Linked DNA regions of Mus musculus: region 1 is linked to region 2. Evidence: chromatin contacts called from public promoter capture Hi-C data. All regions are on one chromosome and are shown on one strand. The core of a region is the stretch at or near the end of the contact, and the rest is flanking DNA. Distances in the headings are between cores, read along the strand shown.

Region 1 (4,956 bases), core at 895-3,394, about 19 Mb before region 2:
TTATGCGCAAGGCAAGGGTAACCACACACGCAGTTATTGTTGCCTTCACAGAATCAGAGATTATGCTCTGTGTGTGGCCGTTGCTATAAGCTAGGCAGGTAAAGTGCTCCACCAGGCTGGTTTTCATGATGTGCAGGGGTGGGGTTGAGGGGTGGAGTGAGAGTTTCAGGTCCCAGCACACTTTCCCCTTTATGCCTTTCTGGGCTGTGAACTTGATGAGGGTCTTAGAAATCAGATGCGTTCGGCCTGGTGGGCTCTGCTCTCCTCTCCTCATTCCCTGTGGGATGTTAGCATTTTGACGACAAAAAGCCCCACTGGCTGTCCTGTTTGATCATCCTCAGTATTTCTTCTGATGATACCTTTCTGGAAGTTCCACTTGGACTTTCTCGAGCTTCATCCTCTGTGGGGAGCGGGGCAGAATATTTTCAACTATTCCAGGTTGGGCAGCATCAGCACAATTCGAAGGAAGGTGGAAGGCGATCAACTTGCAAGTCATCCTGGATGCCATCACCTACCTGAGAGGTCACACCCTGTGTATTAGGGCTGGTCTCTCTGTGTCTTGAGCAGCTGAGAGACTCAAACCCTCATTGCCAACTTTGTTTATTCTCCTGGACAGCAACAGCTTCCTGATGCTTGTTGGTTCCAAAGGCACCAAAGCAAAAACCCCCATGTTTACTCTGAACGTTTTGATGTGATTCTCTAGAGTCGATTCACTCTCAACTGCTTTTTCAGCAAACAGCGTCTGCATGTTGAGCAACTCAAGCATCTTGCCCTTTCATTTTGGTCACAGGTCTTGTTCAAAATTCCCACAAAGTGTCGTGTTGCAACCGAGGACAACCGTCTCAAAATGATTTTCAACGCAGGAGAAAGTCTCCGTTTCAGCCGCCAGGGTCGGCTGACTCCTCTTGGAGATTTATCGAGTCGTAGCTGTTGTACAGTTTGCCTGGACTCTGTAGCTTCCCATTGGAGAATATGATAAATAAGTAAGTTTGCAGCACCTCTGCTGCCCTCTGGCGGATCTGACTGGCGAGCCGGGCAAGCGTCGCTGCAATCATGAGCACATTCAGCTCATATGGAGCCCCATCATTCTAAAATAATCTACACTAAAAAGAGATTTATTCACTTTATAGGTATGATTGTTTTGTCTGCTTGCCTGCGAGGACATCACGTGCGTGCTTTTTGCTAGCTGAGGCCGGAATAGGTGTCAGATCCCCTGGAACTGGAGCTACAAACGGTTGAGTTGCTTTGTGGGTGCTGGGAATCGAACTTTGCTCCTTTAAAAGTGCAGCAAGCGCTCTTGACCACTGAGCCATCGCTCCATCCCTGCAGACTCTCTCTCTTTTCTTTCCTTCCTTCTGTATGTATGTATGTATGTATGTATGTATGTATTTATGGCATTCTGTCTCCTAAGGAAATAGAGCAGCTACAGGCTGCGACCTAGAGTCACGTGGACAGGACAAAATACACATCGGTGTATTTTCCTTGTTTTCCAATTGGGGTCATTACCTTAATTTTCGCATAAGACAGAAGCAGTCACTTTCTCTTAAAAACATTATGTTCGTTCTACTGATATGCATATATAATTTATGCCTTTGCTTCATAAATAATTTTTAAATACTTGAAAAAAGAATAGCATTACTATTTTCAGAGATACTGTATAGATGGGCGGGTTGCAGCTGACGAATCTGCGTAGTGTACTCTGCTCAAAACGCCAGCAATTTCTACCTGTAATCCTTTTTAAGTATTACCTATTAATCCGTAGTAGAACTGCTGGGATGTATTATACATTTATCTCAAGGAGCACAGGTGGTGCTCAACACCTGCTTTCTAAATACGAGCAGTCATAGACGCAACAAACTGTCTGAAGAAAGTAGAACAGGAGAGTCCACACAAAGCCCGGACAAGTCGACCGGCGAGGGGAGTGGCGAAGGGTGAGAGGCGTGGCGACCGGCGAGGGGAGTGGCGAAGGGTGAGAGGCGTGGCGACTGGTGAAAGGCGTGGCGACGGGTGAGAGGCGGGGCGATGAGTGGGAGGTTGAGACGCGGGCGGAAGAGCAAGGCGCGCTGGGCAGGAGGGCGGGGCGAACTGAGAAAGGCGGGTTGATAGGTGAGTAACAGGCGAATGGGCGGGAACAAGAGCCGGAGTCTTTAAAAAACGCCAATTAACGGCCGGCTAAGCTAGGCTTGTGCGCAGGCGTGGCTCGTTTGACTTTTATTCATTTATTTTTCTTGGTGGCTGCTGTTTATTTACGGCTGAGTGTTAAGTGCGGGTCGCGCAGCTCTGGGGACGCCTCCGTCCGCAATCTTACTCTAACCCTCCTGGAACCCTGGCCGGCTTGGGTTTCCCTCTCAGGCCTCCGTTTGACCTAGTGGGCCGGAACCATGGCCTCGTTCCATCTGGTAAGTGCGGGTCTGGATCGGGCCTGCGCGATGCGTCGCTCGCCCTGTGCTGGACCGGGTGCATATCCGGCTTGTCGGGGTGGGGTGGGGTGAGGCTTGTGAGGGGTGCGGAGGCTTGTGAGGGGTGCGGAGGGATCGGGTAGCGGGTGCCTAGTCCCGCCTGTCTGGGTGGGGTGGGGCTTGTCTGGGGTGGCTTAAAAGCTGCACAGGTAACAAATCAGGTGTGCTGGTGTACTGGTAGTGGAAGTAACTGGACTGTTACTGGTTCACGTCGTAAGCTCATCCATCCGTGCCTGCTCCCCCCCCCCCCCCCCGGAAGAGATTCCTTCATTTCTACATTTCAGCCTTTTCCCGTTTTTCAGTCTTCCAAATACTCATGACTATTGTACAAGCCAGTCTTGATGGTCTGGAAAACCTCGAGTATTAATTTCGAAATACTATTTTATGTGAAGAGTCTAATATTTATGGGACACCTGTTAATGATAAAGCTTTATACAAGGCAATCATATTTTAAAAGGTGCCAGCTTTGAATGTTTGATGTGGGCCACGACTTGCCACTTTATGTCTCTTGACACACTTGATATTCATTCCAAGTTTTGTATGATTACTATGCCCTATTTCCTCCCTAACTCAGCAGTTCAATTTATCTTTGAAAGAAAACCTTCGTTGATGGTTTCTATCATGTAGTTGTGTGTGTGTTTATGCATGCTTAACATGTATGAAAAGACAGTTTAGTCGAGCATCGAACTTTTTATACAGAAGAATAACAAGAACCAAGGCGAGATACATCCACCGAGTTACAGTGACACAAAACATAAGGAATGTATACATCAAAAGAAGGCAGGGACCAGGCCACTGCCACTAAGAAGGGAGCCTGGTGTAATGCTAGTCTATTTATTGTTAAGCCCACCACTAGGGGTTCTTAGTAAATGCCTGATTATGTTGTTTCTTTTGGACCTAGTGAAGAAACCTGTCTCGGGGATTCCCTAACTCTTTCATGGTAAACCCACCTATTCCCTAGGCCAGTGTGAATTAGAAGTAAATTTGAATGTTACTGAATAGATAACCTTCTTACTGAATTCCAAGTTTGTCGGCTTCAAGGATTTTTTGGGATGTCGGAACACTGGCGAAGGCTTAGTTATGTCAGAATTCAATCTTTAAAGGCACTTATAATAAAATAATACTAAAAGAGAACACATGGATCCATACACCAGACTAACGTGGGGATAGGGTATGAGTATATGGGTTATGAGAATGCCAAGATACCAGGAGGTTGGGATTCCTTGAAACTCTTTGCCTTGTGAGTGCTTCCAGGCCTCTCGGAGTGTGTGTAGCACCTCCTGATTCATTCTATCCTCTACTCTTAGACAAGAGTCCCTGAGCTCTGTCTGATATTTGACTGTGATCTCTGAGTTTGTTTCCATCTGTTGCTGGATGAAGCTTCTCAGGAGACAGTTATAGTAGGTTCTATTGGCAAGCATAGCAGAGTATTAATAATAGTGTCAGAGATTGGCTCTCTTGAATGGGGTGGATCTCAAGTTGGGCCAGTCATTGGTAAGCTGTTTCCTCAATTTCTGCTCCATCGCTCTATCTTTATCTCTGTACATCTTGTGTATGTAGGCAGGGCTAATTTCAGGTTTTGTGAATGGGTTGGTATCCTTATCATTCCACTAGGGGTCCTGTCTGATAGGATGTGGCCACTTCAGTTTCCATATACCCTACTGCTAGGAGTTTCAGCTAGGGTCACCCCCATAGACTCCAGGGAGTGTTGTGTGCCCCACCCCACCCCAGTTCTCTAGCTAGCCCCAGAGATGCCCCCCACCAGTTTCTGTTCACTTTCCCAGCCAACCCTATGCATCCTCCACTCTTCCCACACCCAATCCCCATTTCTGTTCTCCTCCCCTCTCCCACCCAGTTCCCTGCCTCCATCCATCTCTATATTATTTTCCCTTTTGAGTGAGTCATGCATCTTCCCTTGGGCACTCTTTATTACTTAGTTTCTTTGGTCTGTGGATTGTAGCATGTTTATTTTGTACTTTATGGCTAATATTCATTTATGAGTACATACCATGCTTGTCTTTCTGGGTCTAGGTTACCTCACTTAAGATATTTTCTAGTTCCATCCATTTTCCTGTAAATTTCATTATGTCTTTGTTTTTAGTAGCTGAGTGGTATTCCATTGTGTAGATGTACAACATTTTCATTATCCATTCTTCAGTTGAGGGACATTGAGGTTGTTGCCAGTTTCTGGCTATTATGAGTAAAGCTGCTATGAATGTAGTTGAGCAAGTGTCCTTGTGGTATGATGGGGGCATCATTTGGTATATGCCCAGGAGTGGCATATATAGCTGGGTCTTGGAGTAGAACTATTCTCAGTTTTCTGAGAAACTAACACATTGATTTCCAGAGTGGTTGTAATAGTTTTGCATGCCCACCAGCAATGGAATTCTTCTTTTTCCACATCCTCGCCAGCATATGCTATTTCTCATTTCTTTTCTTTTCTTTTTCTTTTCTTTTCTTTTCTTTCTTTTTTTTTCTTTTTTCTTTTTCTTTTTCT
Region 2 (5,421 bases), core at 337-2,836:
CAAGGTGATGTTTCAAATTTAAAAAGGTGTTAAGTGTTAAAAACACTAAATTTTTTGTAGTAATAAACATCCTAAAAGAACTCTGCAAAGTAGTCCTAAATGAAGAGACTAATTACTATCTGAGCTACAGAGAATGGGACAAAGAGCCCAGCATTTTAGGCCCAGTGACAGCTACCCAGAATAAGAATTACAAATTACACTACTGCAACTCACCTCACCAACACTGAAGGGGCACTTTGGACAACATTTAACAGCCACTATATGTATATATATTTCTGTGTAATATGTTGAAGTTTATTTGGAGTTTTAAACAGAGGGCCCATTCTGTTCATAAGTGGCATACCGCCACCATGGGAAAACTAGCTACAGTATTCTGTCATTAACAACAAACTAAAACAGTGTATTGCAATCAATTCTTTTGCAACCTTAGAAACCAGCTTTTAATACGGTATGAATATATTCTACTTTATCTGCCCAGCACAGGAGTGTGTGACCGCTTTTATCAAAAAACCTGAATGGCTGCAGCTTTTGCCTTCCGATCCAAGTTTTTGAAGGGTGACTGTGAATGTTTGAGAAACGTTTCTGTAACCACTCTTTGCAAATCCCAAGAACCTGAGGGGCTCGGGTTAGCGGTGGATTTGGTCCTGTCCTCTCCTGGGCTCTGCTAGCAGTCCTCCGTGTCAAGCTACGGGAACAAGGGAGGTGAACAGAAACAGGACTTACACGTTTGATGCTACTTTAGAAACTCTCCAATAACTTGAATCTGACTGAGAAAGCAATGCTGACGAAGATGAAAACTCTCAATCCCACCCTGCGCCCAGGGTTATTTATGTACAGTTTCAGGAGACACTTTTGTCACCAAAAGGATTGTTCGATATAACCGCAAACTTCGGTGGGTTTCCTGTCCCCCAGACTATGCCCATTCGATAACTGTGAGAAGCCCTCACCTTAAGATCCGTATGTGACATCCACTTTGATTTAGGGAGATTTAAGAAAACGGGATGGCACTAAGAAAAAGTGTAGCGCAGGAGTACCTCACTCAACCTAAGCAGCAACAGAACTGCGGCGGCGGCCCAAGGGGACCCTCCAAGCTGGTGGAATCCGCCATTTCCCACGGCCTGTTTGGGTCACCCTGGGTCACCGCGATGTGCCCTAAGACCTCCGGGTCTGGAGGTCCGCCTCAGGGTGTCCCTACGCGGGTTGGCCGCTCCCCGGTAGCCGCGGCTCGCGGGGACACCTGTGAGGACCTTGCGAGACCGGCAGGCTCTGTCTGGGTTGGAGAAGGGCAAGCGGGCGGGCCAACTGCCGAGGCCAGGCGCGGCCTCCACCGGTCCGTCACTCACCCTGGCTGCGGCCGCGGGTCGCTGCCCGGCCGCCACCGAGCCTGCACAGCGCCGCCCAGCTGCACCTGTGCGCCGCGGCGGCGGCGGCCAAGCCCGGAAACATCCTGGCGGGGCAGAGGCCCCCACTCGGACACCACCTCCTGCCTCCGAGCCGCCTGCCGCGCCAACTGACTCCATAGACCGGACCCCGGCGAGCACGGATGTGTGCGCCGCGGCCGGCGGCCTCGGCGACCCGGAAGTCATGGGGGTGTGGCGCGACAGCGGAAGTGACGGAATATGCCAGCGGGGGCGGGGTGGGCGGTGCTTCTGGCCAGCACCGGGCCAGGACGGTGTGCGCTGCCGACTGTGCTGGGCATTTGTGAGTCCGTGTCGTGTCCCGGGAGACAGTCTTACGAAGCGCCGCCGGGGCGTGGGAAGCAGGAGGAGAAGGCAGGGTTTAAGCCTCTGTCCCCTTTCCTTTTGAACCCTCGGCACCGCTCTGTCCAACACCGTGGTCACCTTGCTGATCACTCAACCTCCGCTTCTCGGTCGTAGTATAACAAAATTAGAGGCGTGCATAAAATTTGAAGTCGCGGTACTATGTGTACGCGAAGATGGAGCAGTTTTTCAAACAGCCTGGTCCCAGAGAGAAAGAAACCTGAACACATTCGCCTGTTTTAACCATTACCATGTCAGGTTCATTCAGTTCTTAGCTTAAGCCTTCTTTCACCACCCTAATTATAATTAACGTGGTTCTCATTTTTAAATAGTTACCCTGTACACTTTTCTTCAAAATACCACTACTGAAATTATTGTCCCCCCGGAATAGAGAATAGCTATATGGACACTGGATCCTGTGCAGTATACGTATACTACTATATTCCAGGGGCTAAGTCAATACCTGTCTGGCCAGATAAATAGAATGGGATGCATGTCCAGTTGTTTTAAAGATTAATTTAAATCGCTTAGTGAAAGTACTGTAAAATAAAATTTTAAATGGAAAATGAGTGCACAGGGCCGAGGGAAGGTATAGGGAACTTTCGGGATATCATTTGAAATGTATATAAAGAAAATATCTAATAAAAAAATAAAGAAAATGAGTGCAAATCAGTAAATGGGGAGGAAACCCACCACTTTGAGTGGACTTGAGGCTCCCTTCACAGGAGGGAATCCACCTCTGGTAAGGTTAAGCAGGTCAAAAGCCCATGGCTAACAAGGTTGTGGTCTCTAGTAAAAGGCTATTGCAGCTATTTGGATAAATATATTATGGTCTGACACCCCTTCCCCCATAACTGTAGCCATTTTGTTCCATGCTTGCCAGTTATATTACTACTCTAACATGCCTGCCACTCACTGACCAAGAAGTGACTTGGCTCAAGAACATGCTGACCACATAACCATGGTTTTGTCCTGTATGTTCTGAATGTTATGTATGAGGTTTGCTAATCTTAAGAAATTCCATCAAATCAAAGGTCAACACGAACTGTTCTGTGTAAAACGGCTTGAGTTAGAGCTGACCACCGGACAGCCCTTCCTGCACCTACATATGAGCTCACTGTGGTTTTTGTGGCTGACAGTGAAGAATGCTTCTAATAAGCTAAAAAGTTATAACACTCATGCTCTGTTATCTCGATGTCCTGAAATTCCCCTGTTCACCATGCATCCCGACACTTTCCTTACCTTACTCAGGACCCATCAGCTGATATACTTTGCCTCGTGAGCCTTCCTTGCCCTTTAAACTTCTGTACCTTGTTTTTTGGGTTTTGTTTTGTTTTGTTTTGTTTGTTTGTTTGTTTGTTTGTTTCGAGACAGGGTTTCTCTGTGCAGCCCTGGCTGTCCTGGAACGCGCTCTGTAGACCAGACTTTCCTCGAACTCAGAAATCCACCTGCCTCTGCCTCCCAAGTGCTGGGATTAAAGGCGTGCGCCACCATGCCCGGCCTGTACCTGTTTTTTTGTTTGTTTGTTTGTTTTTCCTATAGAAAGTCTACTATGAGAGCAGACTGGTGCCACAATTAGGTTTTTCCTTCTTGTGGACCTAGGCATCCAGTGTTATGGTGTGTGTTCAATAAACTATTCTTGCTTAACTGCGATGGTGTGTGTGGCAAATTCCTGAACCCCAACAAACGGATAGGTTATTCTGGTTAAATTGCCTTCTAAAGTGTGTGCCCATAGAGTAGTGCTACTGTCAGCTTTGAACAGAGCAGCTGTTTGTTTGTTTGTTTGTTTTCTTTTGCAATGGTCAATGGTAACTGCAGAAACGCCTAACTGATCAATAAAACTGAGAATAAATGACTGTTGAATGCCTAGCCATAAACTGAAACATTTGTATCACTTCTTCCAAAGGCCAGGGAACATTCTGGAAAAAAGGGGCGGATGAAAAGTAAAAACCAGAGGAAGTGCAGGGAAGTAGTGGAAAACACGGACTTCCAGTATGACATCGTTGGTGCCTTCTTGAACTCACACTTGCTGTGATTACTCTCAGGAGACTGGGCACATCAACACTGTGTCTGGGGAAAGAGAAGGGGCTCCTGGGGTCCTGCCCTCCCCTGAGAGTTTCTACACAATGGTTGATGGGGGAAGGGAGAGACATTTGAAAGCAAAATTTCACCCATTCACCTGTAAACAACCCTAATGAAACTCATGAGATGGCACTCACAGAGACAGGCACACGCACATCAAAGCAGAATGGAAAAGCTCACTGGGAAAATGACAGGGATTGGCAGGGGTGGGCAGAGGACAAGAGAGGAACAGGTGTGCAAATATGATCACAATACACTGCATATAAAATCTCACAAAAAACCCTTTATACATTATTAATATATGCTTATAAAAGCTTAATGAGAATCAGCACAAGGATTTTGTTTTGAGACAGGGGCTCACGTTGTAGCCCAGGCTAGCTCAGCAGTCACTATATACCTGGAGTCACTGTGAACCTTTGAGTTCACTGTTCCTCAGCCACCTTTCACTTTCTCAATCAGTGGTTCCTTTCTTTGGAAGAAAATGTAAAGCATTTCAAAAGACTTTGTGACTGTAGTCTGTATTTTCTGGAATGCAGGTCCAAGTGAGCATGTCCCTCTAGGTCATTTTCAGACATTCTGTGTGTGATTAAGATTTTAGATGGTCTAAACTGAGAATGTATGTTATAAACAGATGCTTAAATTGCACTATTTTATCAGACAGACAAAAGCGGAAGTGGAAAATGACCAAGTGCCACTCAGGGTTCTCATACACCATAATTTCTACAAGATGTTTCCAAGGAAGTTGCTGCCCTTATCAGACACTTTGAATCTAGCTGGCTGAACTTTGTTTCATCCTGTCTAGTCCTGGGACAATGATGGTTCTACTCATTAAACAAGCCTGGCTATCTATCTGGAAAATGGACTTAGATGATTCATTACAAAATAAAGAGAATGGTTCTGCCCCGAGGCTTCCAATTTTGAGTACAGATGTATCCGTGGGAATTGTGTTCTTCTCCCCTTCAGGATTAGTGTGGAAGGACCTTACCAACCTGAACATTTTTTAAAGGCTTACACATGGCTGTATAAAAGGACCGTCAAACCACAACTAAGGGTGTGTTGGTCGCCACTACACAACCAGAGGCAGAGATAGAGCGTATGTGCAGAGACATTTTCTATGTCTAAGCAAACCTTTCTTGCACGTGAAAAACTGTTCATATTGTTTCAAACCACACTGTTAATCCCTGCGTCCACTTTTCAGAGATGCTGAGACACTTGTCTCTAGTCAGCATGAATGTGAACATGAAATCAGACTCAGGCCCTCTGTCACTCCAATATGTATGTTCTGAAAAGCATGTTGTAAGGCAAGGAGAAGGCAAAGGGTTTGTTATTCTATGTGCATTATATGCATGTGTGTATGGTACAGAGGCTAGAGGTTGGTATCCGGTGTCTTCCTCTATCTCTACCTTTTATATTTAAAATCACATTTATGTAGGTGTATGTATATGCACATGTGTGTAGGTGAGATGGTACAGTGTGCCTTTGGAAGGCAGAAAAATAACTTGTGGGAGTCAGTTCTTCCTACCAGGTGGGGCCCCGGCATTGATCTCAGGTTATTTCATTCATCATGTGTGGTGACATG

Evidence for each region. Promoter capture Hi-C pulls out the DNA fragments that hold promoters and counts their contacts.
Region 1: a contact with region 2 is called in a promoter capture Hi-C map of the HPC-7 cell line. The contact joins the promoter of Cenpc1 here to the promoter of Slc30a9 in region 2. A contact is called at or near these places in 3 of 39 promoter capture datasets (the HPC-7 cell line, cranial neural crest and pre-B cells).

Annotation. Positions count from the first base shown.
Region 1 is chr5:86,062,771-86,067,726 of GRCm38.p6, reverse strand. It overlaps Cenpc1 (centromere protein C1), which reads left to right and starts at 2,144. Exons shown (of 19, transcript NM_007683.4): 1 at 2,144-2,399. The coding sequence starts at 2,382.
Region 2 is chr5:67,303,120-67,308,540 of GRCm38.p6, reverse strand. It overlaps Slc30a9 (solute carrier family 30 (zinc transporter), member 9), which reads right to left and starts at 1,586. Exons shown (of 18, transcript NM_178651.4): 1 at 1,344-1,586. The coding sequence starts at 1,446. RefSeq lists a cis regulatory region at 1,215-1,938.